Regions from separate parts of the Sus scrofa genome. Here regions 1 and 2 are each linked to region 3. A link is a contact called in public Hi-C data. All regions are on one chromosome and are shown on one strand. Each heading gives the region's core, a stretch centred on a gene start, on an enhancer-like site or on the middle of the called end of the contact. The rest is flanking DNA. Distances are from core to core; before and after follow the strand shown. Region 1 has its middle 42 kb from the start of KRT80. Region 2 overlaps LOC110260568 (methyltransferase-like protein 7A). Region 3 has its middle 23 kb from the start of KRT78.

The links. A called contact is a pair of places that touch in the nucleus more often than the background predicts.
Region 1: a contact with region 3 is called in a Hi-C map of omental adipose tissue, with 4 times the contacts expected there. The contact joins two enhancer-like sites. A contact is called at or near these places in 22 of 47 Hi-C or Micro-C datasets (alveolar macrophages, blood, brain and 14 more) and 1 of 2 datasets of contacts at active chromatin or transcription factors (skeletal muscle).
Region 2: a contact with region 3 is called in a Hi-C map of embryonic fibroblasts, with 2.6 times the contacts expected there. The contact joins two enhancer-like sites. A contact is called at or near these places in 3 of 47 Hi-C or Micro-C datasets (embryonic fibroblasts, omental adipose tissue and subcutaneous adipose tissue) and 1 of 2 datasets of contacts at active chromatin or transcription factors (skeletal muscle).

Annotation. Positions count from the first base shown.
Region 1 is chr5:17,461,825-17,466,175 of Sscrofa11.1, forward strand. No RefSeq gene overlaps it. Among named protein-coding and RNA genes, the nearest start is that of KRT80, 42 kb to the right of the region's middle. Within about 2 kb of position 2,832, at least 19 of the 83 cell types and tissues checked have an H3K27ac peak or open chromatin away from gene starts, as enhancers often do. A contact at or near this core is called in omental adipose tissue and retroperitoneal adipose tissue, where this site is marked.
Region 2 is chr5:17,533,273-17,538,086 of Sscrofa11.1, forward strand. It overlaps LOC110260568 (methyltransferase-like protein 7A), which reads right to left. Exons shown (of 5, transcript XM_021091217.1): 5 at 3,832-4,067. The coding sequence ends at 3,847. Among named protein-coding and RNA genes, the nearest start is that of KRT7, 18 kb to the right of the region's middle. Within about 2 kb of position 3,424, at least 27 of the 83 cell types and tissues checked have an H3K27ac peak or open chromatin away from gene starts, as enhancers often do. A contact at or near this core is called in embryonic fibroblasts and omental adipose tissue, where this site is marked.
Region 3 is chr5:18,153,746-18,157,955 of Sscrofa11.1, forward strand. No RefSeq gene overlaps it. Among named protein-coding and RNA genes, the nearest start is that of KRT78, 23 kb to the left of the region's middle. Within about 2 kb of position 2,831, at least 42 of the 83 cell types and tissues checked have an H3K27ac peak or open chromatin away from gene starts, as enhancers often do. A contact at or near this core is called in embryonic fibroblasts, omental adipose tissue and retroperitoneal adipose tissue, where this site is marked.

The sequences.
Region 1 (4,351 bases), core at 1,582-4,081, 690 kb before region 3:
GCCGCCAGAACTTCCAGGCCTTACCCGTCCCTGCATCCCCTGCCTCTCCCTGGCTCCCAGGGCTTCTAGATGCCCCGTATGTTTATCCAGGCTTCTCAGGCCAGCCCTGGACTGGTTGAGGCCTTCAGTGGGACAAGGGAATTTTGTGTGTGTGTGTCTTTTAAGGGCTGCACCCGTGGCATGTGGAGGTTCCCAGGCTAAGGGTTGAATCAGAGCTGCAGCTGCTGGCCTACACCACAGCCATAGCAATGCAGGATCCGAGCCGCGTCTGCGTCCCATACCACAGCTCATGGCAATGCTGAACCCACTGGGAGGCCAGGGATCGAACCTGCATCCTTGTGGATCCTAGTCAGGTTCCTTCCTGCTGAGCCATGACGGGAACTCTGGGACAAGGGAACTTACGGCCTAACCCTACTGAGTAATATGTGATGAGTTCCGACCTATCAGGGTCTCCTTTGCTCACTATGGTGAGAGGTATGAGGCCCCAGCTCCCGGGGGGCCCATCTAGGGCCGGGTCTTCTGACAGGGAGCGGCAAACTGAGAAAAGGACCCATTTAGTTTCTTCCTGCCTCTGTGGGTACAGAGCTGAGTGAGTGAGAGAAGCCTGTGTGGCAGTTTGGGGTGCTTGGGCCTGCCCGAGAGGGGTCCTGGGGAGCCTTGTGACAGAAACTGCAGCATGAAAGCCTCAGGCTAGAGCTGCAGCCGCAACCGCGGAGGCTGGGAGGACCGCAGAGGAGAAGGAGGGTGCTGAGCTGGCTTGTTCCCTTGTGTGGCAGGTCCTGGCTTGCTGGGAATGCAGCCGGGGCCTAGGGGAGGGAAGCGGGGGCTGACGCCAGCCAGGCAGCTCTGGGGCCTCTTCCCAGGCTGCAGAGGGAGGGCCTCACACTCAGCCTGCTGCTGGGGAGACCCGGGGGTAGGGGTGCTGGGAGGGGCAGCAGGGGATATTGGCAGAGGTCCCAGGGGCCCGGGTTTGCCTCCTTCCTCTGAGGTGCAGGTCTGGGGTAGAGGAGTGAGCTGGGGGGCTGTGCTGCTGTGGCTTCCTGTGTTGGGTGGGCACAGTGGGCATCTGGACTGCTCTGGGCAGACCCCTACCACTGCTGGGAAGACAGCCTGGGCAGGCCCAGTGTCTGGGTAACCTCCAGCCTCCATGTGAGTCCTGACATGGAGTCACTGGGTGCAGGGGCCCGTGATGCCAGCTGTTCTTACTGGGGGGGCATGTCCTGTCCCCAGCTCCTCAACTCCCAGCCTGGGCATGTGGGAGATGACCCACTACTCTGCTTGTTCCCCCCCTCCCCTTTATTCTTTTTAGGGCCGTACCTGTGGCATATGGAAGTTCCCAGGCTAGGGGTAGAATTGGAGCTTCAGCTGCCAGCCTAGGCACAGCCACGGCAACGCCAGTTCTGAGCCGTATCTGTGACCTAGGCTGCAGCTTGTGGCAACGCCAGGTCCTTAACCAAATGAGCAACTCTGGGGATCGAACCTGCATCCTCATGGATACTAGTTGGGTTTGTAACCTGTTCAGGCACAACGGGAACTCCGGACCCACTACTCTGATAATCGGAGGCCTCTGATTACAGGACAGTGGACACACGGCAGGCACAATGGGGACAGCTGGGGTAGAAGGGGGCTTGTGGGAAGCTTGGCGCTTGGGGAGCTCAGAGCAGGGTTGGTGGCGAGAGCAAAGGCGGGGTATGGGGTGCTCATGGGATGTGGCATGGGGGTGAGGATTAGGGTTGGGCCTGGGAAGGCAGAGGTGGGAGGAAGTTTTTGGGTTTGGGGCAGGAGTTGTCCTGAAAGTGGAATTTTGGGCAAAAGTCTGAGAGCAGGTGCACGTCAGATCTGGGGGTTGGGAAGGGATGGCTTTAGGGCTGGGTTTTGAGGATGGGGTGAGGTTTGGGCTCAGGGAAGCACCCAGGTTTGGAGTGAAGTTGATTCAGGGTAGAGGCGGGCTAGGGTGCAGATTTGGGCCTGGGGTTGGGGTCAGCCCAGAGTTGGGGTCAGCCATGGCATCGGGGTGGGGGTGGGGCAGAGCCAGGTCAGCATCATGGGCAGTTTGGGGTTAGGTCGGGTCAGGGGTTGGGGGGTTTCCATGTGAGGGTCACAGCCAGTTGAAGGTTTGGGGGACCTGGTTGTCTGCCCTGTGCTGTCCAGCTGGGCCTGACTCTCCCTTCTCATGGGCTGCTCTCAGCTAAGGCCTGGGGTAGAGACAAGTCCTCTGGGCCCTGGTGGTGGCGGGACCCCCTCCACCCTCTGCACCCAGGCTGGGCCCAGGGAGGAGGTTTTCTGCAACTGATCTCCAGATGCTCCCAGGCCTGGGTATCAGCTGAAGCAGGGACCCCAAGTCACCCGGGACTGGGCCTGGGCCTGGGGAGTGGGGCGTGGGTCTCCTCCAGGCTGTAGCGGCTGTCCCCCTCTCCCCCTGCTGGCTCCCTGCTCCTGCCTGGGCCCTTCCCTCACTCTGCACACTTGCCTGGGAACCTCCTAACCTTCTTTGTTTTCTTAATTTATTTTATTTTATTTTATTTTTTTTGTCTTTTTGCCTTCTCTAGGGCCGCTCCTGCGGCATATAGAGGTTCCCAGGCTAGGGGTCTAATAAGAGCTGTAGCTACAGGCCTACACCACAGCCATAACAATGAGGGATCCAAGCCATGTCTGCAACCTACACCACAGCTCACGGCAACACCGGATCCTTAGCCCACTGAGCGAGGCCAGGGATTGAATCTGCAACCTCATGGTTCCTAGTCAGATTCGTTAACCACTGAGCCATGACAGGAACTCCCCTAACTGCCTTCTTTGGGCCTCTGCTGGTCAGGCGATGGGGGGGTGGGTCTCAGCTGGGTGAGCCCTGGCCCATCTGCCGAACACCCTGACTCCCAGGCTCAGGCAGGGTTACCACTGCTCCTCTGGCCTTAGCCAGAGCAGTAAGCAGAAGGCCTGGCTTTCTCATCTCGTCATAATTCCCCCCTGGGCTTGGGTCCCGGGCTAGGGCTGTGTCCAGAGAATGTCGCTGGCCCAGACTGACCAGGGCCAAGGGCCCTCAGCGGGAGCCACTTCCCTCTCCTCCATGAGCCTCCCTTTTAGTCTCCCCACCCCCCAGAGTTGGCCTCCTGGGCCCCAAGCCTGTGGCTCTGCTGCCCCGGCTGGGTCGTCTAGGAGCCCAGAGGTGCGCTGGTGGTCCTGGTCTGAGTCAGAAAACTCTGAGCCTCCCTGGGCCCAGCTCCTGTCTCTCAGCCAGCTGCACCCAAGCACGCCCCTAACCCCAACCCTGACCTTCCTCCCTCCCTTGTTAGTGTGAGGGGGGCTGCAGACCCCTTGGGGTGGGTGGGACTGGCCTGAGAGCCTGGGGCACCTGGCTGGGTGTGTTTGTGGGTGACTCAGCCTGAATGCCGAGGCCCTGAGCTGGTGGCTTTGTTCTCCCACTGGCTGGGTAGGGTGCGTGCCACAGCCCTGAGTCACCAGGGTGTGGCCCAGCGGGCCTGGCGGCACACACACACACACACACACACACACACACACACACACACACACACACACACAAACACAGCTGTGTGCAGACAGCACTGGGGCCAGGACATGGCGGGCTAGGGGCAGAGGAGCTGCCTGGCATGGGTCCTGTCCTCGTTGGTGCTATGAGCCCCTCCCAAGGTGACCCCGGTAACCGGGGGCCCTGTGGCCCTGGAGCTCCCTCTGGTTAGGGCCTGGATGGGCCAGAATGGGGTTTGGCACCTACAGACACAGCTGGAGACCCTGCATCGCATGGACCCTCCCCAGCTGCCCAGTAAAGGCCATTTGCCGGCCATTATGTGCTCCTATCCAAAGTGTCAACCCGGGGGACCCTTAAAACACTCTGGGAGGAAGAGACTCTCACTCCCACTTTACAGAGAGGAAACCAGGACGGAGGTTAGGGAGGCTCAGAGTGGCCCAAAGCTGCACAGCTAGTGAGTGGCCAGCTGGCCTTAAGCCCTCATCAGGTGTTCACTGTGGCCTGTCCTGTGCCACATGTGGGGTGTCAGGGATGGGGGCCTGGCCCTGAGCTCTGCTTTCATCTGGCACATCACTGGGACACCTTCGACAGCACCCCTTCCTTAAGAGTCAGGCAGGGGCCCCGCAGGGTCGGGGCGAGTGAGCAGCGCTGTTGCTTCTCCCTGCCACTGGGCCTGGGTCCTAGGCCCTTCCCTGCCTTCAAGGATGTAGCCAGACATGGCCCTGCTGGACTCCTGGGCAGGGCCCAGCCCACTTTCTCTGCACCTGAGGGGCAGCTTCCTCCTTGGGGATCCAGGCTTCACTACCCGCAGGGAAGAACAGGACAGCCTGCTCTGCCATGGCCAAGTCCCCCTGGCTGCCATGTGTA
Region 2 (4,814 bases), core at 2,174-4,673, 620 kb before region 3:
TCAGGATTTCAGTGTGTCCCATTACTGGTGTTGTTGACTTTGATAAGAGTCTGCCAGGTTCCTCCACTGTAAATTACTTTCTTTTCCCATCTGTAATGAAAATGCACTTTGTAGAGAGACACTTGGAGACCATGTAAATATCCCGAACCCCACCAAACTCCCACCCACTAGCCTGGCATCGCTGATGTTTCTTGGCTTAATTAGTCCTGTGATGGTTGCCAAATCCACAATTACGTCTATATTTCTTAGTTGGCATCTTCTGCATGAAAAAAAACCTTTCTCTTTTTCATTCATTCATTCATTCATTCATTCATGTTAATATAGACTCAGGGATTCCCATTTTCTTGGTTATTTATTTTGAGGCTCAGATTGTCTCAGCCTTGGCCAGTGGGAACACCTTCAAGCTGGCTTCTCTGTCTTCTTGATATGTATATATGCCCTCCATTCTTTTGGCACTTCCAAATCATCTGGAACAAGATAGTCCTGACTGGTCCTGTGATTTATCTGGCCCAGCCTTAGCATTAGTCATTTCTCCAAGGAAACTTAGTTTCTTTTAGTGGAGAATGGTATTTAGAAACCAAGATGTGGGCACTAGGTATGCTCATAGTTTTGGAAATGTTGTCAGTAATTTTCCAACTCTTAAGCCAGGTACAGGATGTTGTATTCAAGCTTTAACTTTCTAGACCAGTGATGGCAAAACCTGCTCAGGTGGTGGACCACATGGAAATAATAAGAATTTTAATGGAAATATATGATACAGTTTGAGTAAGCAAAATATTTTATTGACTCTGAGGCATCAGTGGAGACAAGTAGGGAATACACATCTATATATGTATATGTACATGTACACACATATACACAACTCTCTATGCATTTTAATTTAATTTGAAGGCCATGAGTCTACACCTATACTTTATTTCTTTTTTAAAAAAATGTACCCATTGAGGAGTTCCCCCCATGGCTCAGTGGAAGTGAATCTGACTAGTATCCAAGAGGAAGCAGGTTCGATCCCTGGCCTCGCTCAGTGGGTTAAGGATGCCTCGTTGCTGTGAGCTGTGGTGTAGTTCAAAGACGAGGCTTGGATCTGGCATTGCTGTGGCTGTGGCGTAGGCCGTCAGCTATAGCTTGGATTTGATCCCTAGCCTGGGAACCTCCATATGCCCCGGATGTGCCCCCCCACCCCCCCGCAAAAAAATCCACCCAGTTATTTTTATTTACTTATTTTTTTTTTTTCTTTTTTACAGCTGCGCTCATGGCCTATGGAAGTTCCCAGGCTAGGGGTTGAATCAGAGCTGCAGCTGCCGGCCTACACCACAGCCACAGCAATGCAGGATCCAAGCCGCATCTACGCCTATGGCACAGCCGCAAGCAACACCAGATCCTTAATCTACCGAGCAAGGCCAGGGATTGACTCCTCATGGATACTAGTTGTGTTCTTAACCCACTGAGTCACAATGGGAACTCCCTACACTTATATTTTCAGTACAAATCCCAACACTGCATGGTTCATTCTATTTTTCTCCCTTCCATCACGTCCCCTTGTAGCCACTGTCCCCAGCACAGATGCCCTCTTCTCTGTGGGGACAAGAACCCTCGGGCCTGCCCCATTGCTCTCTGGTATGGATGCCTGCTTTCTTTGGCCTCACCTAGTAGCATTGGGGCTGAATTTTATAGGCAGACAGGCAGGCACCATTTTGGACTTTTTATTGACCAATGAATTGTTACTTTCCCTAATCTTTGGAGGTTTTTCTCAAAACTTGTCCTTAAAAAAGATTTTTGTTTTGCTATTTTAAGTATTCCAAACTGGGAGTTCTCATTGTGGCTCAGTGGTAATGAACCTGACTAGTATCCATGAGGATGTGGTTTTGATTCCTGGCCTCACTCATTGGGTTAAGGATCCGGAGATGCTGTGAGCTGTGGTGTAGTTTGCAGATGTGGCTCAGATGCCACATTGCTATGGCTGGGGTCTAAGCCAGCAGTTATAGCTCCAATTTGACCCCTAGCCTGGGAACGTCCATATGCTGCAGGTGCAGCCCTAAAAAGAAAACAAACAAACCAAAAAACAAAACAAAACAAAACGAAACAAAACAACAACAACAACAGAACTGCATGATGAGTATTTGGAAAACAGAAGAGAAAAATCATCCATGATTTTACCACTCAAATCCAACCATTATTCAGTAATTTTGTGTACCTCCTTTCAGCTTTCTCCCCAGTGCATCAGTTTTCTTTTAAATGCAATTATAGCTGTAATGTTGCTACACTTCCCATCTGCATGTTTACTTGAGGCAACAGTAAAAACACTTACCACTTGTGAAATACCTAGTATGTGCCAGGCTCTTTACAGGTCAATTTCTCTTTCTCATTGAATCCTTAATGTACCTTGCAAAGTAAGTCTTTTCCTCATATTAGAGATAAAGAAACTGAGACTCAGGGAGACTTAAAAGGTACACTTCTAATAAGCAGTTGAGCTAGGATTGGAACCCAGGTATCATTGACTCCAAATTTTGGTTTGGTATGAGCCTCCCTAAAGAGAAGTACTATTTTTCCATAATAAAACATTAGTTCCATAGCTCTGATTTTTGCAACAGCTGAGGCAGTAGTCTATATTCCTTCCCACTACAAGTGAGGTCAATTATGTGTCTCAAACTTGAATAAAATGCCCATAACTCTGATTTTCATCCTGTTGCAGGATGTGTGGGCTTCTGCCCCCCCCATCTCAATCACCACCCCCAGCCTTAATGAACATTTTCATGGATATGGTTTTTTGCTAATAGTTTTCTAAAAGGTTGACCTAATTTGAATGCCACAGTGAAATGACCTTGGCATATTATCGCTTAAAGAAAAGAACCTAAAAAACAAACAAACAAAAAACCAAACAAAAAAAAGAGAGAGCCTTTTAGAAGGCAAAAGACTTTATCTTGATTCATCAGCATCTATTTGAGCACATGTGTGTTTTTATTCAAGGAACGCATAAGGACTACCTGCTGTTTACTAAGATCGATGGTGGGAATGGAAGATAAGAAAGATATTTTTATTGTGCAACTAGGTCAGAAAACCAACATCAAAGCATCTCAATTAATTCAAATTAATGACTAAGCTGATTGCTTTAGAGGCTGTGGGGGAGATGCCCTCCCTGAAAGCCTGAGGGGTGATGTGGGGGCAAATGCCGGAACAATGGGTTGGTTTAGTCAGTTCAGGAAAAATGTGATGCGGGGTCGATGGGATTCCCAGTTGATAGGTGTGGCAGTTATTGTGTCCCAGCTCCAATGTGAGTGGTGAGACTTGGTTTTGCCAGTTGGGGCTGCTAGGATCTGCCAGTAGGGGGCGCCAGAAGGTGACTGCACGGTATTTGCTTTCTGTGGGTTTCCTGTCCCGGCGCAGGGCCCCAGCCTTGCGCCTTCACCCTGGCAGCAGCAGTGTCTTCCCATAGCAGCAGCTGAATCCAGTTGGCAGTTTTCCCAGACCTTGAAGAATAAATCAGCTTCACTGTGCCTCCCCCTGGAGGTACCAGGGCCAGGCAAGCCGTGCCTCCTCCCCGGGGTTCAGCGTCTCAGGGGCCACTCCTGTAAAGTCCTGAGTTTTAACACTTCTAACCTCACCCCTTTGTTCCCTGAGCCCTAGATCTAGCATTCACTTTGGTCAGTGCCAGTTCTGTGCCATGTCTTAGGGCTCTCTTTCAGTCACCCAGTGAATAACCCTCTATCCGGTTAACAATTCTTTGCATTGAATTCCTTCTGTTCCTGTCACTGTGACTATTTTTAACCTATTGGCACCTGACTGAGAAAGGGCAGGTCCTGAACCCCTGGGGTGCAAAGGCCCTGACAGTGCCCACATGCTTTCTTTTTAGTTCTGTGTACTCAGAGGTATGAGGAGGAGATAGCTCCCTGGCCAGTGGGCGTGCGGGAGCTGTAATGTTGGCTGAGAGAAAGCAGCTCCTTCCAGAACATTCTGGCTTTGTTGACAGGTTTTAAGTAAGAAGGGTCTGGCTGGGCTGAGGAACTGCTGACTGGAGAAATTCCAGCAAGAGCATTCAGCTGCTATGTGTTCCACGAAGATAAGGGCATCTCCTGGAGATGGGAATCTGTTTTAAATTGTCTGTCTTCGGGCGTTCCCATCGTGGCTCAGTGGTTAACGAATCTGACTAGGAACCATTAGGTTGCGGGTTCGATATCTGGCCTTGCTCAGTGGGTTAAGGATCCAGCTGTGGTGTGGGTCAAAGACATGGCTCGGATCCCGTGTTGCTGCGGCTCTGACCTAGGCTGGTGGCTACAGCTCCGATTAGATCCCTAGCCTGGCAACCTCTACATGCTGTGGGAATGGCTCAAGGAAAGGCAAAAAGACAAAAAAAAAAAATTACACAAATAGTCTGTCTTCATAAATTCATAAATGCATTAGAAGGCCACAGAACAACTTTCATTTCAACTCTATTCCCCCAAGATTCGTTAGTCCCTAATGAGGGTCAGATGCTGAGCCAGACAGTGGGGAAATGGAGAGTCACCAGTCCTTACCCCAGAAGGTCCCCCTGTCTACTTGGGGGACTCACCCGTGTAAAGAAATAAATATGGAAGCTTGAACACACGTATTTACCTCTGCTTCCCTCCCAAATCTACTAAAACTGCAGTGAGGTTTGTTTGGATACAAATACCAGTTGGTTGTTTGGAAAATGAGAATTCATTTCCACACGATTGCCATGTTAGGGAACAATCTGAGCCTGATGTGACCGTCACATTTGCTCAGGCACAGTTTGGGGTGTGAGGAACCCGGGTGACTACAGATAACTGAACCAGGTAGAAATACACACAGCGCACCTG
Region 3 (4,210 bases), core at 1,581-4,080:
GTATGAGGAAGCAGGAGCGCCAGGTTCGGTCCCACCGCCGCCTCTACAGACTCACTGTGTGACCTGACATGGGGCCCTCATCTCAGCTCTTGATTCAGTGACCGTGTGGGGAGGTCCCCTCCAGCTCCGGCATCCTAGGCTACTAGGAGTATCCAGTATCCTTGTGTGTTAGCGGAGGGAGGGGACCCCAGGGTAATTAGAACCCCCTTAAGGAGACCAGCTTGCCGCTTGCCATGGCATCTCAGGAAAGGATGCTTAGACTTCCCTGGTGGTGGAGCAGGTTAAGGATCCAGCATTGTGACTGTTGTGGCTCGCGTCACAGCTGTGGTGTGGGTTCGATACCTGACCCAGGAACTTTTGCATGCCCCAGGTTCTGGTAAAAGAAAAGGATTCTTCCTCTCAGAGCTGGGGACAGCGTTCCTGAGACTAGAGAACCACTTTCAAATGTCCCCAGCTTGGTGTTACCGTCGTGGCTCAGCAGAAACAAATCTGACTAGCATCCATGAGGATGCAGGTTTGATCCTTGGCCTCGCTCCATGGGTTAAGGATCCGGTGTTGCCATGAGCTGTGGTATAGGTCGCAGATGCAGCTCAGATCTGGCATTGCTGTGGCTGTGGAGTAGGCTGGCGGCTACAGCTCCAGTTCAACCCCTAGCCTGGGAACCTCCATATGCTGTGGGTGTGGCCCTAAAAAGACAGAAAACAATGTCTGCAGCTCTAGGGAGGGCTGAGGTTCTGGCAAGAGTTGAGAATGGGGAGCACAAGACAAAGTAGAGAGCAGCAGTTGTGCTAGGTGAGAAAGAAGGTTCTAGAGAGCTGCAGCTAACATGGTGCCTGCAGGTCTTTAACAAAACTATACCATACATGGAAAAGTTAAGAGGGCAGATCTCCTATTAAGCATTCTTTCTTTTTTTTTTTTTTTTTTATTTTCCCACTGTACAGCAAGGGGGTCAGGTTATCCTTACATGTATACATTACAATTACATTTTTCCCCCACCCTTTCTTCTGTTGCAATATGAGTATCTAAACAAAGTTCTCAATGCTATTCAGCAGGATCTCCTTGTAAATCTCTTCTAAGTTGTGTCTGATAAGCCCAAGCTCCCGATCCCTCCCACTCCCTCCCGCTCCCATCAGGCAGCCACAAGTCTCTTCTCCAAGTCCATTAAGCATTCTTTCTACAATGAATGTAAAATAATAAGTAGAGAGAAGCTGCCTGACAGCTGCCTAGCACCCAGGTTCTGAACCCAGAAGCGTTTCCCCAGCTCCAGGTGGTCCCCTTCTGGCTGCTTCCAGGGCTCAACAGCCAAATCCTCACAACCACAACTCTCCAGAATCCAGAACTGAGGGGGGTGGTGCGGGGACAGGGCTGCCCTGCGGACCTGCAAACCCTCTCTAGAAAGCCAGACCATCGTGCCCCTCCCCCACCGACCACAAATCCCTGGGGGGCCCCACCCTGGGACTCCGGCGGTTTGGAGAAGGCGTGGCCTGATCTCAGGTGACAGTGGAGAAAGGATGGGGTGACTGCTCTCAGGGGACAGAGAGGGGCGTGTTGGGAGAATGAACGCGTTCTCTCCCTGGGGCTGAGTGGGAGCCTGAGCAGAGCAGACACCGCCCGACGCCGAGGCCTCGCCCCCACCACCCAGCGGGGCTGGCTGTTCCCATCACACCCTGGGCAGTAAAACTTGCTTTTACGGTTGTTGTTGCGGGGGTTGCTGTTTTTCGTGGGGGGAAAGGGGTGCTGTGTGTGTCTGTGTTTCTATGTGCAAACACACCAGGTCCTTGCCTAGGTATTGATGTCTGAGGTTTGGGGGGGGGGGGTGAACATGGGTATTGGTGTCTGTCTGTGAGTGTGTGTGTGTGTGGGTACATTTTGGGGGGTCTGGGAGATCCCTGTAGCTACAGTGTATTGAGTTCTTACAATGTACCAGGCACTCTCCAGGTGTTTTCCTTTCAGCTTCACAACAGCCCTGTAAGGAAGGGATTCTAAACTTCTCTCCATGTTACAGATAAACAGTTAGAGAGGATTGATGATAGACTCAAAAAGTCAGAAACGTGATCAGGGCCAGAGCTGGGATGCTTGCCTCTCCTGCTGAAAATCGTGTGTTCCATATATGTGAGAATCTGGACACAGCATCTGCAGGTCTGTGTCTTTGTGTCTGGACAGCCTCTACCTGCGCAGGTGAGCCTGTGTGTATTCACCTATATGTCTGTATCAAGGCCCAGGCCCTGGCCAGGCCGCACTCAGCCGCTGGGGTGACCAGAGTCTTAGGAACAATGACCTTCCTGAGAACAGTGACTGTATTTTCTGAAGCAGAAAACAGAGCTCAGCGTGGCTGATTTTGGCCGGAGAACTTCTGCCATCGAGACTGTGCAGGAAATAAATGCCATTGTGAAGCCACTGGCTGAACCTGAGAAGCATGGCGGTCTGTCCCTTTGGAGGAGGGGACAATCCGGGAAGAGAACAAAGGGCAGCAAAAGGGAGGCAATCCCCCGCCCCATCTCCGGCCCCTCCTTCCTGTAACCAGCAGGTGGGAGTGACAGGAGAGGGAGACCCTCGGAGACAAGCTGAGACTCCCTGACTGGGAGCCAGGTGCTCCCTGCACCCTCCCAGCAGCAGCGAGCAGGGCTCCATCCGGCCGGGTGCCAGATCAGGGGTCGCGAGGGCTCCTTGCGAGATGGCCCTGGGAACCCGGTGGCCCGCGGCCCGAGGCGGGGGCGGGGGCGGGGCCAGAGCGCGAGGCCGGCTGGCGGCCTCCGATTGGCTGGGCCCTCGCGCTCCCACGGCCGCGGGGGCCCAGGGTGGCTCTGGCTGGGCCGCAAGGTGACTCACCCTCCGCCCCACCCCTGGAGCTGGACGGGGGCCCAGCCACTTCCACCCAACACCCGCTGGCTAAGCCGGGACAGGCTGACTCAGCAGGGGGAGCCGGGCCTGCCTGCCGCCCTCTGAGCGTCCTCCCCAGGGGCGAGCGGGTGGGGAACGCCTGTCCATTCCTCTGGGAGAATCGGGCCTTCTGGAGGGGAAGGGAATCAGGTGTCTCTTCTTCTGGGGGCATCCTTGGAGTAGTGGGGACTTCTCACCCTCTGAAATGGGAGGCTGCGTGCCTTTTTGAGGCTTTCCTTGTCTCACTCTCCTGGATTTTTTGTGGGTTCGGCTGATGCACTCTGGTCTTTTGGAGTCTGCACATTGACTTCTGGGGGGGGGGGGTGACATGTCCATGAGCACCATTTCAAGATCATCTCTGGGAAGTTCCTGTCATGGCGCAGCGGAAACGAATCCAACTAGGAACCATGAGGTTGCAGGTTTGATCCCTGCCCTCGCTCAGTGAGTTAAGGATCCCACATTGCGAGCTGTGGGGTAGGTCACAGATGTGGCTCAGATGCAGCCCAGATCTGGCATTGCTGTGGCTCTGGTGTAGACTGGCAGCTGTAGCTTTGATTAGACCCCTGCCCCAAAAAAAGCAAAAAAATAAAAATCATCTCTGTAGCCCCCACCCCCTCCACACACACCCTGGACGCCCCCTCTGTGCCTCTCTCTGAGATGGGTGGAAGGCCTGAACCTCTCTGGACAGTGCAAGACCAGAGCAGGCCTGTCAGCAGCTACACTGGGACAGTTCTCCAGCTCTGGCTTCGCCCACATCCATACTGCAGGGCCTGTGAAGTCCAGACCAGACTCTACCTGGAGATCAGGCTCCAGGCGCCCCCCTCCAACTCCTGTGGCTCTTTCCTGCAAGATCTCACAGTGAGCTTCAAGTGTCCTCAAAGTGATACTGTAGCCAGAAAAGGACCCACACTTGTCTAGCAACGTCTGCATCTGTTCACCTGCTGCCAGGAGTGTTGTGTTCACCCATTATTTCCCATAGCAACGCCAAACATAAACAGGAGGAGCTGAGCATGGAGAGTGACTTGTCCAGGCTCATACAGGTGCAGCATGTGAGAGTCTGAACCTGAACCCAGTTCTGCCTGGCTCTGCATGTCCTCTTTCCACTGATTGTGGCTGCCCCCTGAGCCCCTAGCTGGGGCGGCCTCCCCATTATACTAAAGCACACTTGGGGAGAAACCCCACCTCCATAGAAGGCCTGGTTCTCAAGGTCACCATCCAGGGTTTCTCATCCCCAGGGAGGGTCCCTGAGGGCTGTGAGAAGAAGCGGGGCGGGAGCAGAAAGAAGCTGAGTGTTGGCACACATGAGCTTTGGAGGAGGCAATGGGATGTA